Linked DNA regions of Rattus norvegicus: region 2 is linked to region 1. A link is a contact called in public Hi-C data. All regions are on one chromosome and are shown on one strand. Each heading gives the region's core, a stretch centred on a gene start, on an enhancer-like site or on the middle of the called end of the contact. The rest is flanking DNA. Distances are from core to core; before and after follow the strand shown. Region 1 holds the start of Cdk15 (cyclin-dependent kinase 15). Region 2 overlaps Cdk15 (cyclin-dependent kinase 15).

Region 1 (7,447 bases), core at 1,456-3,955:
TAATTCTGGCAATTGGGAAGTTGAGGCCAGAGGTTTGCCACAAGTCTAAGGCTTCTGTGAGCTACGTAGTGAGTTCTGCTAGCCTGGGCTACAGAGTGAAATACTCTCCCACCACTCCCCACATCCCAGTCTAAAATCTAATCTAATCTAATCTTTCTTTCTTCCTTTCTTTCTTCCTTCCTCCCTTTCTTTCTTTCTTTCTTTCTTTCCTTCCTTCTTTCGTAAGGTCTTAATACGTAGTCGAGACTCAGGATCCTTCTGTCTCAGGTCTGTGTCACCACATCCAGTTAGGATGTAATTTGTCTATGATAAAATCTGCCATCTTCTTTGAGGAAACAGTCAGCAGGTTGCATATGCCATGGCGTGCATGTCGCACTCGGAGGACAGCTTGCCAAAGGCAGTCAGTTCCCTCTTTCTACCTTTGGGTCTCAAGGCAAAGTCAGGTCAGTAGACTTGGTGCAAAGACATTTACCCAATGAACCATCTCACCAGATCCAAAATTAGCATTTCTGACAAATTTTATTGTAATGAATAAGTGAAAGTTTATTGTGATAACAAATAATTTCCCTCAGTTGTATGTCAGTCAAACGTTTAACTGTTTTCCTGCCTACTCCCTGTCCTTTTGCATCATTGGTCTCTCTTACTTTCTATCTCTCTCCTTTTAAGTGTCTCAAATGTTAGTAAATCTTTGAATGGACTTGTCTTAGATCGTATGTAGCAATCTGTTTCTCTTTTTGCCTTTGTTTTGAGATACAGACTCACTCTGTAACCCAGACTGACCTCTAATTCATGGCACTCTTCTTGCTTGCTTCCCAAGTGCTGACCATACAGGCAGGGACCCCATACCTTGCTTGCTTGTAGCAATTTTGAAATAAAACTTAAAATATATGCTCAAGGTTAGTGTCTTAAGGTTTTTTTTAGAAAGATTTATTTATCTATTTTGTTTATGTACAGTCTAATTGTCTTCAGACACACCAGAAGAGGGCATCAGATCCCATTACAGATGGTTGTGAGCCACCATGTAGTTGCTGGGAATTGAACTCGGGACCTCTGGAAGAACAATCAGTGCTCTTAATCACTGAGCCATCTCTCCAGCTCCCTTAGTTAGAGTTTCTATTGCTGTGAACAAACACCATGACCACAGCCAACTCTTATAAAGGAAAACATTTAAGTGGGGCTGACTTGCAGCTTCAGAGACTCAGTCATTAGCATCAAGGCAAGAAGCATGGTGTCATGCAGGCAGACCTGGAGCGGGGAAGGAGCTGAGAGTTCTACATTTTGATCCACAGGCAGCAGGAGACTGCTCTACTGGGGCTTATGCTTGAGCATATGAGACTTCAGAGACCACTTTTACACTGAAACACTTCCTCCAACAAGGGCACACCTACTCCAACAAAGCCATACCTCCTAATAGTTCCACTACCTATGGGCCAAGCTTTCAAATGCATGAGTTTATGGGGGCCATTCCTATTCAAACCACCACAATTAAATCACGTAAAAGTTAAGATTTAATGTCTGAAAGTTCGGTTGTTAAATATCCATGATACTGTTGTGATAACAGACTTAGCCCTTTTTCTCACAGAAATTGTTGTGCATGTTATTTGTGTCACGGAATAGGGGATGGGGGTGGGGGCGGGGGTTAGGGGTGGAGGGCTGGGGGCTGGAGAGATGGCTCAGTGGTGAAGAGCACTGACTGCTCTTCCAGAGGTCCTGAATTCAATTCCCTGAAACCACATGGTGACTCACAACCATCTGCAATGAGATCTGATGCCCTCTTCTGGTGTGTCTTAAGATAACTACAGTGTATCCATATAAATATTAAATAAAATCTTAAATTAAAAAGAAGTAATGTCATATATATATATATATATACACATATATATTTAAATGTGCCACCATACCCAGCTCAAACTCCTCTCTCCACCGTTGACTCTGCACTGTTAGTAGAGTTTTATCAACACAGGCATTTATTATATAGTGTTTGAAGGAATGACTGCCCTGTCAGACTGAGATGGACTTCTGTTTGGAGGCAGAGGGAGGAATCCTCAGCTCCCTTTCCACCCCACCGTTCTCTGGTTCCTTTGACTCTAAAAGTTGGCTAGGTGGCACACTCGTTTGAATGTTGGAAAACCAATCTGAGTCAGATGGCACACATCTGCAATCCCGGACTGGGGAAACTGAGGCAGGAGGATTACCTCCACTTGGAGGCTAGCTGGGCTAGTCTTGTGAGAGACAAGGACTCAAAAGAAAAAAGTTTGAAAACTAAGAGGCTTTCAGGAAAGCAAGGGATAAGACACCCCTCGGCATGACCACTTTAGCGAGGGGAAACCCAATAGACACTAGTCGAATTCTGGAAAAGTGAGTGTAGCCACAGAACTGACTGGTGGCTGGGGTAAGCTGGTGTACCCAGTTGTATTCTCTCGGTAAGAGCCTCCTGGTGCACCCAGTTGTATTCTCTCGGTAAGAGCCTCCTTGTTTTCGGGTGTGCACACATGAGCGCCAGCCGCTGCGGTTCTGATGCATAGTTCTTTGCACTGATGAGCTAAAACTGCTGAAGTCATGAGGCTGCTCCAGGCAGAGCCCTCGTGTGAGTCACACGAAAGCTCCACTCTGCTGACCTCTGGCAGAGCGGGGAGCGAATGAGGAGAGAAGAGACGGATGGGAAGAGGTTCAAGTGCCGGTTTTCTCCTTGAACCTGGACTAGTATGGGTCAAGAGCTGTGTGCAAAGAGCCGGCAGCCAGGATGCAGTTGCTACCACCGTTCGGAGGGAGGCGAGGCGCACAGCTGTCAGAGGAGCCAGCCTGGAAGCACCTCGGAGCCTGCTGTATTTGAGGTACTTGTATCCCGGGAGGAGCATCTTTAGTAAACCAAGCGATTCAGACAGACACTCCCTCTTGTAGCAGGGTCTGATTCCTCTGCGGTAGGTCTAAACTCATAAAAAGAAAATTCTATTAAAGTCACAGAGGATTTATGACTGTAGTTATCAAGTTTGGGGATGTACTTGTAAACCAGACGAGGGGAATAAGCCTTGGGTTTGGCCTCTTTTGACTTGAAACAGAGAAAGTGGTTCTTCTCTGGACATCTCTGAGCCACTAAATTGTAGGGCTGAACTGTAGAGGGCAAGCCGCCATACCGGTAGGTCCACTGTGGATTCTCAGTTTCAGTAATTAGCTCGTGATCATTAGCAGTGTCTAACTAGATTCTTCTAAGGTGTTACATTAAGTACCCAGGAAGGTGGGCAGGTATGGGGCAAACTGAGTTAAATGAGGAAAATGGAAAATACCCTCAAAGAGACTGGGTTAAACTGTGCAGGTGAAGGAAAAATTTAGTATTTCAGTAATTGGTACCATACATGGTTGTCTCTAAGATCTGACTTTCAGGAAACCTGCCTTTCATGGTAGGAAGCCTACACAACAACAACAACAGCAGCAGCAGCAGCAACAACACAAGCAAAAACCAGAACCAAACAAACAAAACCAGGCAAATAAAAACCAAGAAAAGGCTTGCCAGCCACCAAGTCTGACTGCACACATTGTGTGCGTGCTTTCCTCTTCCTCCAGCTAACAGACCTAAAAGAAGCATCATGTTCCTCGGCTTCATTTCACCCCAGGGGACTCCAGGCTGCCAGAGTCCAGAAGTTGGAGAGTAAAAGGCCACGGAGTAACAGTGATTCTTTTCAGGAAGAGAATCTGAGGCAGGGGGTGCCATGGGTGAGTGAACCGCTGACAGGCATCAAGGAGAATTTCATGGGTGCCTGTCTAGGGAAGCTAGTCTAGCCTTCACCTTCCAGGGACGCCTGTGTGGGCTTGCATGTGCTCTCACACATACACACACAGACACACACAACACACACACAACACACACACAGGCATACACACACACAACGCACAGACATACACACACAACACAGAATACACAGGCACACATGCGCATAGACACACACAAAAACACACACACACATGAACACAGACACACAGACACACATGGTCATGCACATACAGATACACATACACACAGACACACACAGAGACATACACACACATGTACACAGACAGACAGGTAGACAGACACACATGCACAGGCACACATACAGAGATGCTTACACACACATACATGTACACAGACAGATAGGTAGACAGACACACATGCACAGGCACACATACATACACAGACAGACAAGCACACACAACATAGACACTTACACACAGACACACACACAGACACATATACACATACGCACACACACACACACACTCTCTCTCTCTCTCTCTCTACTGTCTAATGTCCCTGGGGAAAAGATAAGTCAACATATTTTTTATATGTTCTTTCTATCTTCCCACCTCTCACCCCACCCTTGGAGCAGAAGAAGAGCTTCCCTTTTGGGGCAGCCTCATCTTACTTGAACTTGGAGAAGCTGGGTGAAGGTTCTTATGCCACAGTTTACAAGGGCATCAGCAGGTAAGTGACTTGTTAAAGACTTTTTTTTTTTTTTGTTGTTCTTTTTTTCGGAGCTGGGGACCGAACCCAGGGCCTTGCGCTTCCTAGGCAAGCGCTCTACCACTGAGCTAAATCCCCAACCCCGTTAAAGACTTTTGATAAGGGCATCTCCCTATTTTGATAAGGGCATCTCATCTATTGTATTATAAAGCCAACTGACATAGTAGAAACATTCACAGCTTTTGGGACTGTGGCAGGATATCTGGGCCAACGGGATGGTAGACATGGTGTTTTTTTATTTTTTGTTTTTTAGATTTTATTTATTTTATTTATATGAGTATACTGTAGTTGTCTTTAGACACATCAGATGGTTGTGAGCCACCATGTGGTTGCCGGGAATTGAACTCAGGACCTCTGGAAGAGAAGTCAGTGCTCTTAACCACTGAGCCATCTCTTCTGCTCTAGACAGGGTGATTTTAACAATCTTGAAAAGCAAAACAAACAAACAAACAAAGCGACATCAAAGAAAAAAACAAAACAACAAAAACCTAGCTAAAATCAACCACTGAGGAGGGTAGACTTTCTCCACTGTTGACCTCCAAATCAGTTACTACCCAGTGAGAGCCAGTTGGTGTCTTTAGAGCTTCTCTTAGCCCTTCCTGACTCTCACAGTGTGGGCTATCCAAAGGCTGACGCTCTGCATTCCTAAAACATACCGAATGGCTGGGAAAAAAGAATGTGTATCCAAAGACCAAGTGGACTTGGTTTGAAGATGAGGTTCTGGCCGTCCATCTACCCTCTAGTAAGGGTAGGAGAGTTGGAAAACCTTACCTCTTAGCTTAAATAATCCAATGAAGAAAATAATGACTACTGGTACTCATACTTTAAAAGTGCAAGTACCATAAAACTAAATATTTGTGTTTATCTTAGAGTGTGTGCATTTGTGCTGTCTTTGTTAAAATAAGATTATCAGGGAAATACAATTTTAATTGTATAGAACCAGGATTTGATTCATGACCACAGATTACCCTGGGAACTAAGAATATAATATATTGCTTTCAAGAAACTCAGTTTAGTAATAGAATGGAAAATTGTGTCAGAAACACTTCCCGACCTGAGTTGAAATCTCCACATCCATGTAACAATCCAGGGGAAGCTATGAGTGCCTTAACCCCAGCGCTGTGAGGACAGGAAGGAGTGGAGACCAGAGGATCAGACCAGTGGAGCTTGCTAGTCACTAGGCTAGCCCAGGTGTGGTGAGACCTTGTCACAAAAGGACTCCAGGTTCCCTTTTGATTATCCTGTGAATCTGCATCCTGTGAGCCCAGTCCCTTAATTCTTAGGAGATAGCAAGCACACATTTTCTTTTAATATTGCAAAATAATTCGGAGGTCTGCCTGCCTCTGTTAAGCACAGACGATAAGGTAGCTGGGTGGGACCCCATCATGAAATTAGCATTTCTACCACACCTGAGTCTAACCTTGTTCTGTCCCAGGCCAACCCTGAACTCAGCAGTCAGTCTGCCTTTGTAAGCATAAAGGAAAAAAAAAAAAAACCTAACTGGGAGGGACCTCCAGTGACCACCTTTCCCTAAAGCTCTTTTTCTCCTTTCTTAGTATATGAGTACTCTATCTGCATGTACACATGCATGCCAGAGGTAGGCATCAGATCCCATTATATATGGTTGTGAGCCACCATGTGGTTGCTGGGAATTGAACTCAGGACCTCTGAAAGAGCAGCCAGTGCTCTTAACTGCTGAGCCATCTCTCCAGCCCCCTATTTTAAGTTCAAAATTTGAAAGACAAGTGAGTGCAAAAATCTGGGTAGAATGTTCCTGTGAAAAGGAGAAATAAAGGTGAGATAAATAGAGACTGGGAAATGCAGTTCCAAAAGTAATGAAGTTGAAGTTAAAATTGATACCCACAGAGAGTGAACTGTGAAGGAAAATCCAATTTAAGCCAGCACTTGGGAGCGGTTTGGCGAAGCCACAGGGGCATCAATGGAAGAGTTTCCAAGGGGCAAACCTGCCAAAACCGGGGCACAAAATTAAGTGGTATTGAGTTATAACCCAAAGAATAAAATATCTATGAGTTTCTGCAGCTACAAATGAATGGCTCAATAAATTAATAAAGAAGAGAGAAGAAATAAATCTCCCATGCAAAAGAACCACAGTTACCTTACGTGGATCTACTCTCTCAGAAGTGGATCTCAATGATTCCATGCTCAAAGTGCAGGTTATACTTAGCAATGTTGATCCTAATATAGGGGTGGTGGATAGTCGCTTCACAATAGACACTCAACAAGAACTACCTCAGGGGGTTGGGGATTTAGCTCAGTGGTAGAGCGCTTGCCTAGGAAGCGCAAGGCCCTGGGTTCGGTCCCCAGCTCCGAGAAAAAAAAAAAAAAAAAAAAAAAAAAAAAGAACTACCTCAGACAGGCAATTACAGTCAACATCAAGAGTCTCAAGTCATGACAGGTGTCCCCATGATAAAACATGGTCAAGATGCTCTGGGCCTTCCCCCAAACTCAGAATTCCAGTTTAATCGTAAGAGAAACATCAATAGGAAATGAGTGTCATTGGGGTACATGATGTTAAATGCCCAAACAATCAACACTTTTATGGAAAAATCAAAAGAAATATCAGGAAAACACTCTAAGAGAGGGTCATCCTTCAAAGTTCTTAACCTGCACTCCTCAAAACCATCCAGGAGATCAAACCCAAGGAAAATGTAGCAAACCATACAGCCAAGAGGGGCCTAGTACAACTCAACAACTGAATATAGTCCTGCATAGAATCTGGACAATAAGAAGGACATGAAGTAAAAGTTAAAGAAATCCTGGCTGGAGAGATGGCTCAGAGGTTAAGAACACTGACTGCTCTTCCAGAGGTCCTGAGTTCAATTCCCAGCAACCACATGGTGGCTCACAACTATCAGCTATCTGTAATAGAATCTGATGCCCTCATCGGTTATTTCTGAAGACAGCGAGGGTATACTCATATACGCAAAA
Region 2 (7,447 bases), core at 2,016-4,515, 58 kb after region 1:
TTCATTTTGCTGTCAAGTCAAAGTAACAAGCAAGTTTTTATTTACAAAGAAAATTCTCCAGTCCCAATATCAATGAGACTTAAACGTTTGCATCGTTGCTCCCTTCTGTTTAATTCAGAGAAGCAAAACTGATTTTGAGCTCTTGCTGTCTGCTAGACTGGTGCAAGGTGCTGCAGTCCCTGGATGGGTGAACTGTGTTCTTGAGTCCGAGGAGCATGGGTTTGGATTCATTCCCCGATTCTCACTGTGACCGCAGGGTGAGGGCTATTTCTGTGGGTTTGGGAAGCTTATGGTTGTAGGTCAGGATGAACATGAGAAGGTAACTGTAACCTTAATCACAGCCAGGATTTCTAACCCCACCTTTGTAAATCTTAAGACTGTGGTGTATCTTGGGTATGGGGTTGGTACCATATTCACAACTCAGTCAAAAGGACCATATTTTAAAGAGTTCATCAAGATTCCTGTCTTATGCAAGTCTTATGAAAAAGCAAGTCTCTCTTGAGGCAGGCCCATCCACCCCCATTCCTGAGCTACTGCTGTTTCCACAGACTTGAACTGAAGTAATTTAAGAGACACTGAAGAGGAAGAGAGAGTTGGAACATTATGAGTTACCGTTCCTATCTAACGTACCCCTAATCCTGTCAGCCACCCCTTCTCCACCTCCCCTTCTCCACCCTCCCCTTCCCCACCCTCCCCTTCTCCACCTCCCCTTCTCCACCCTCCCCTTCTCCACCTCCCCTTCTCCACCCTCCCCTTCACCACCCTCCCCTTCCCCACCCTCCCCTTCCCCACCCTCCCCTTCTCCACCCTCCCCTTCTCCACCCTCCCCTTCCCCACCCTCCCCTTCCCCACCCTCCCCTTCCCCACCCTCCCCTTCCCAGCCTCTGGTTAACTACTTACTGCCTTACTCTTTTCTTCCCCTGACGTCAACATTTACTTTCTGCAAAGAAGTGAGAGTATATGAGATTTCTCCCCCTGTGCTCAATTTAGTTCAGTTAACAGTGTCTTCCAGTTCATCCATGTTACTAGAAATGACAAAAGTCCCATTATTTTTATGAACACATAGTATTCTGTTACGCATATAGCAATTTCCTGCTTCCGTTTTTATGTCGAGCGATGCCTTCCATGTCCATTAGGCCTTGGCAAGCACAAGCAGTGCTACAGTGAACAACAAGTACAGCCGTGCACACGACACACTGGCTCCAGCCCCCTGGATACTTGCCCAGTAGTGAGATTGCAGGATCCTAGGGGTTTTGTTCCTGGTTTTCCTTTAAATAAAGATTTGTACTGCTTTCCATAGTAGGTGTACTCGTGTACATTCCTAGCAGTAGTGAGAATAGTGAGAGTTTCACTTTTTCCATAACCTTACTAGTATTCACCATCATCATCACTACCACCACCACCAACACCACCACCACCACCACCATCACCACCACCACCACCATCACCACCACCACCATCACCACCACCAACACCAACACCACCACCACCACCACCACCATCACCACCACCATCACCACCACCAACACCACCATCATCACCACCATCACCACCAACACCACCATCACCACCAACACCACCATCACCAACACCACCACCACCACCACCACCACCACCACCAACACCATCACCACCACCACCATCACCACCACCAACACCAACACCATCACCAACACCACCACCATCACCACCACCACCACCATCACCACCACCACCACCATCACCACCACCACCACCAACACCACCACCATCACCACCACCACCACCACCACCACCATCACCACCATCACCACCACCACCATCACCACCACCACCAACACCATCACCACCACCACCACCATCACCACCACCACCATCACCACCACCAACACCACCACCACCACCATCACCAACACCATCACCACCACCACCACCATCACCACCAACAACAACAACACCATCACCACCACCACCACCACCAACACCAACACCATCACCAACACCAACACCATCACCACCACCATCATCATCACCACCACCATTACCACCACCACCACCACTACCATCATTACCACTACCACCATCACCACCACCACCACCACCATTTGTGTCTGGCATTACATAACAGAATCTTGTTCTATAGCTCAGACTGGCCTGGAATTCACGTCATAGCCCATGCTGGCCTCATACTTCACAGTGACCCATCTCCCTCAGCCACCCAAGTGGCATGTGTCACCAGGCCCAGCTTACTTTTTGTCTTTGGATAGTGTCTGTTTTAACTGGCATTTGATTCAGCCTCCTGGTTCTGATGCTCATTTCTCTGAGGATTACTGGCGACTGTTTTTAGTGTATTCCTTGGCCAGTCACATTTTGTTTTGTTTTTAAGAATGTTCATTCCAGTCGTTTGGTCATTTAGAATCCGTGTGCTCTGTACTACCGAGCTAAAGTCCTAACACACTCTCCACCCAGCACCATCGAAGGTGTTTGATTGCTTTGCCCTTGGGCGAACAGTCCATTTGCTGCCATTGCTAGGCCTCACCTGGATCGGTCTTGAGGAACCAGACTGATTCTCCCAGTGCCGACTCCAGGAAGAACCAGCTTTCTCCCAGTTCTAGTGAGTTGGGCTGTAGGCTGTGGCTGGTTGTAGCTACTTGTACCTGATTAAATCTGGAAGGAGAGAGGAGTGTGTCATGTTTTCTCCTTCCTTCCTTCCTTCCCTCCCTCTTTCCTTCCTTCCTTCCTCCTTCCCCACTCCCCAAGTTAAGCAAGCTGGCTGAGAACTGTCTGTCCTCCACTTCAAAGGGCCAGTTGTCTTATTTTGATGTGGGCAGATTGAGAAGTAGGCTTTGAAAAGTAGGCTCTTTTGTTGTTGTTGTTTAATCTTCCCTCCCGGGATGGCTTTCAGAGCGGTATATCCAAGTGTCAGTGCGGGGTTCTGACGAGCCTGGATTCCCAGACTCTCAGCAGGATCATCCTCTAACAGAAATATAAAAGTGAAATATTAAAAACCCTAAGACGTGAACTCCATCTGCACAGTAGCCGGGGCCTTGCCTGCTTGTGCCATGGGGAAAAAAAAAAAGATCTTGAAAAAAGAGGGAGGAGAAAAGGGTCTTTGACTAGGAGGTTTACAGGGTTAGCAGAGCCCAGTAACTTCCCCTCAAAGGAGTGGGTGTTGTTCCTCGCCCCCGCCCCAAAACTCTCATCCTTTGACTCAGCCGCCAGAACTCACTAGCCTCCTCCTGCAAGGCACCCCCTTTCACATGCTAACTGAGGTGCCTGTGATTGGCTGAACAATACACTGGTCACACTCGCTAAAGGGCTGCTATCTTTCACACAATTAGCCAAGACACATTAATCAAGCTGACGGGCACTGAGGCTTCTGGCCTCCTGTAGTGGGGGAGGGGGAAGATTTTGATGCCCCCCCACCCCAAGCAATAACAGAGTCCTAAAGGGGGCTCTTCTACCCCGATGTCTGAAGAGGTTAAAGCCCCAACTGACTGGCTATCTGGGATGTAGCAGTTTTGTGGCACACGAGATCCAGAGGCTTAGGACAAACCACATGTTCACCTTGGCTAAGCTCTACTAACCCAGAGACAGTAGCGTGAATTTGAGCAGCAGGCGCTGTAGATGTTTTTAAAAAGTTCCCCCAGCCTTCATACCTCCTCCCTCCATTCACAAGAAAATGCACTGAGTCATTCGAACCCCAGGCGTTCTGAGGCCAGCTAGACTGTGCCCACCCACACAGTGTGAGTTTCCCTATCCAGACCGAATAAAGCCTACCAGAGAAGAGAAACAGACTCAGTTAAGACAATGTAACAACTGGCGTGGTGCTGGTCCGAAACACTTGAAGAGCATTAAAATATAGTTCATTCTGAGAGAAGAAGAAATGTAAGCATTTGTGCTTTTGATCACAATTTTTTTTCCCCAAGTCCCCTTTTGTCTAGATTTTCAATGGCAACAGATGACAAAGGTCTTACCTTGGAGACCTGTTTGCTACAAAATCACATAGGGCTTTTCAGGGAATCCGCTAAATATTTAGACGTGTCTCTGTTAAAGTAAACGGAGGCCTGCTCCTCTGGAGGCTGTCCAGGCACGGTCTCATTAGATGCAAAGATCTTGTGATAAAGAGGAACTTTTTCTTCTGCCCACATGATCATAGCACAGTTGTGGTTTTTAATGTGTCACTGATTGTTCCATCCAATTCTGTTTGCTCCCCCTGAAAGGGTCTGTCAGGCTCTGTTTGCTTCCTTAAACACGGTTTTTGAAAGCTCTCGTGCTGTGTGAGCTCAAATCCTAGCATTAAGGTACTGCTGAGTTCATTTCACCACGCTCAAAAGCGCTGAGTTTAAATCCCTCTCAATTCCATTTGAGGCACCAGAAGACTTTATCCTTCTTCACTAATGGTTCCAAGTTTACATCTAGATACTGGGGGTCAAGGACAGGAGAGGATTTAGAAATAACAGTGCGTGACATTAGTCAATGCATTTGCCAAATTGGCAATTAGTTCCTGATGTGCGTGCAAAGCACTTTACTCCTGTCTCTTTGATGCCTGTTCCCATAGAGAAGGGAGCAGCGTCCTCAGAGGCAGTTAGGACTTTTAAAAAAAATATCTGCTGAAAAGCACGCCTGATTTGCTTCATGAGCTCAGCCACAGGGAAGCATCCGGGATTAGGCTGGGTTTCAGTTCCAGGAAAGAACACCTCATCTGGGGAGTTTTTCTCATTGGGGGAACTTAGTGGAAGTCAAAAAGGCAGGGGGTGGGAGGGGAAAGGTGCACAGAAAAAAAGAAAAACCCAGAGGCACAGGAACCTGAATCTGGGCCCTAGACCAGAGGATAGATGAACCTACACCCTTTTGTTTTTTGGTACACTTGCTTTTGCAACTTTTAACCACTAGGTGGAAGCAAGAAATAACTGGGATGAACAGTAGCTATCTGGTGAATTCTCCTTCTGTCTGGGGAACAAGTCAGAAGATGTGTATGATCTCAGGGCTGGTTGTACATATGGGTAACATTAAATGTACTAAGCATGTTGTATTTGTGTATTTATGGATAGACCATGAATTTGAGAGAGGGAGAAAGAGAGAGAGTTGTGGGGAGATACATGTAAAGGGTTGAAAGGAGGAAAGAGGAGGGAAACACACACAGAGAGAGACACACATGAATGACAGTGTAAGAGCTCACTGTGGGAATCATGCAGGAGACAAAGATTGGACTGAAAATCATCCTCCCCTCAAATGGAAGAAAGAACCATTATGCGTTGGCTCAAAGAACTCTGAGCCAATTGCAGTGAACCCAATCTAACACTGCCTCTGCTCTGGTGTCAGCTCTAGCCATGAGTTATTTGCTGAGAGACAGATTTACTGGGCTGAACTATGAGGGAAGGAACTACCTTCTGAATGAAAAAGTCCACTTTCCTCCATTTATTGTCTGGGAGAACTTGAGGGAGTTTTTATTTTCAGTTCTCTAAGCCACAAAAAGGGAGCTATCCTATCATTTAAGACATATTCCCCATGTACCAAGCAACACATAAGTATATGCATAATGTGTAATGATATGTATATACAGTATATTATATATGATATTCATTGCACATAATTACTAATCTCTACTGCTCCTTGCCTAGGTCATTGTTGGAAGAGGTGGTCCTAGCTTACAAATGAGGACTTTTTCCCCCCAGACTCACAGAGAGATGTCTCCTGACTGGGACAAACAGGAATCAGTACCCAACTTTGCTCTATTTCTGTTTCTCATATTGTTTCCCCATCCCGTTTTGCAGCACAGTGCTGAAAAGTCGTTGGACTGCATCTGCCACCGAGCCTAGCTTCTCAGAAAAGCCCGACCAAAGTTATGCTTCTGTTCTCTGTCACAGTGTCCGAGTTCAGCTGCTCAGTGATCCACTGTGGTATAGACACCACGATGGGTGTGCAAGAGTACACTGCCTCTGTTTCTTTATATTTAGAACCTTAGGAATCCTGGCCTCTTTCAGGATGCCTAGTGTACCTTGTGGCACCAAAACTGACTTTTGGGTTGGCTTGCGTGGGCCCAAATGCTGTCTGGATTCCCACCTCGTTAAAGTTGATGTTTGGGTTTTTAAGCACCTACCTACGTATATCTGAGTGCCTGTTAAACCTGTAGCTGTCTGCTCCCCACATCTAAATTGCCATTAGATGCCTAACCACCCTGCAGAGCCTTCCCTAGGAGAACCCTCGTTATCCACCTGCCAGGAGCACAGCAGGGCCCCAGAAATCCGCTGTGTCAGCATCCATGCTGCTTTTTCTTTGCTTGAATGTGTTACAAGAAAAAGATTTCTAGAATTTCCTAGAGGCCAAGCCAGCTCCTTCTAGTCCTTCTAGTAGAATTTTATACATGCTCCTTAACCAGTACATAAAATTAATCATTGGATAGTCATGAAATGAAGTCATCTCGCTTTGATTCATAACCACCTTGTCAAATGGTGGCAATGTTACCTTCTTTATGTTTTGGTTGCGAGCCTAGCCTTTAATGGCTGAGCCCAACCCCTATCCGTACTTTATAAATGAGAGCTGTAGTTTTAAGAGTCAGATATCTATCCCAGGCTCACCTAGCTAGGAAGCAGTTGACCCAGAATATCCAGACTCGTTGGACCCCAAGGCAATCATCATAAGTTTTCTGTATGCATTCATTATTAAGCATAAATATAGTTTGGTGATTAAACAATGCCCTGCATAGGGGACAAGCTAGGGACACTCCTCAGGCAATATCTTTCCACCAAGCCTGGATTTCTGAAGCTGAGCTGGCCTTCTAGAACATCCTGTCAAGCGCAGTCGCTTTCCTGAGACTCCAGTGGTCCTCCCTTGCTACTGCTAATGAAGCCAAGGGCATTCACGGGATCTATGAGCTCCGATTGGATTCATTATGCTCTCACTTCAGGACAGCTGCAGAAAGCTCCTGAGGAGTTTCTATTAACATCTTTATTAACCCGTCCCCCACACCAGTCAGCGAAATTAATTTAGATACACAGCCCACTTTGATCTTTATTAATAGTTTCTTCTAGTTTTCACATTTATTTTTGGCTTTCTCATCTTTAATTTATTTGGTAGCAATTATTAGTTTTTATGGAGTGGGAGTAGAGGATCTTAAAGTAATTAAGGTTAGGAAAATTACAAGCAAATGCAGGTAGAACTATTTTTAGTATAAAGCCATGCATGTATGTGGACAGTATTTTATTTGTTTTGTTTTTAAAACAGGGTCTTTCTCTGTAGCCCTGGGTAGCCTGCTGTTCACTCTGTAACCCAGATTGGTCATGAATTGACAATCCTCCTGCCTCAGCCTCCCGAGTGCTGGGATTACAGGAGTGAACCACCATAACCAGATTACAACTTTAATCTATTAATTAAGATGCGTGCTGTCAAGTATTAAAAAAATAAACACAAAGTTGAGGCCTGCCTTGTTCCTTCCCAGTTCCAGGAATAGTTTTAAAAGCACCAA

Evidence for each region. Hi-C and Micro-C count contacts between places; a contact is called where the count stands out from the background.
Region 2: a contact with region 1 is called in a Hi-C map of the A7r5 cell line, with 4 times the contacts expected there. The contact joins the enhancer-like site here to the promoter of Cdk15 in region 1. A contact is called at or near these places in 3 of 12 Hi-C or Micro-C datasets (the A7r5 cell line, Schwann cells and frontal cortex).

The regions. Positions count from the first base shown.
Region 1 is chr9:68,203,137-68,210,583 of GRCr8, forward strand. Cdk15 (cyclin-dependent kinase 15) reads left to right here and starts at 2,706. Exons shown (of 14, transcript XM_039084847.2): 1 at 2,706-2,834; 2 at 3,562-3,711; 3 at 4,365-4,459. The coding sequence starts at 2,706. LOC134480372 (a long non-coding RNA gene) reads right to left here. Exons shown (of 2, transcript XR_010054790.1): 2 at 1,945-2,927.
Region 2 is chr9:68,260,331-68,267,777 of GRCr8, forward strand. The region is part of intron 10 of Cdk15 (cyclin-dependent kinase 15); the gene reads left to right. Among named protein-coding and RNA genes, the nearest start is that of Cdk15, 58 kb to the left of the region's middle. Within about 2 kb of position 3,266, at least 12 of the 93 cell types and tissues checked have an H3K27ac peak or open chromatin away from gene starts, as enhancers often do. A contact at or near this core is called in the A7r5 cell line and Schwann cells, where this site is marked.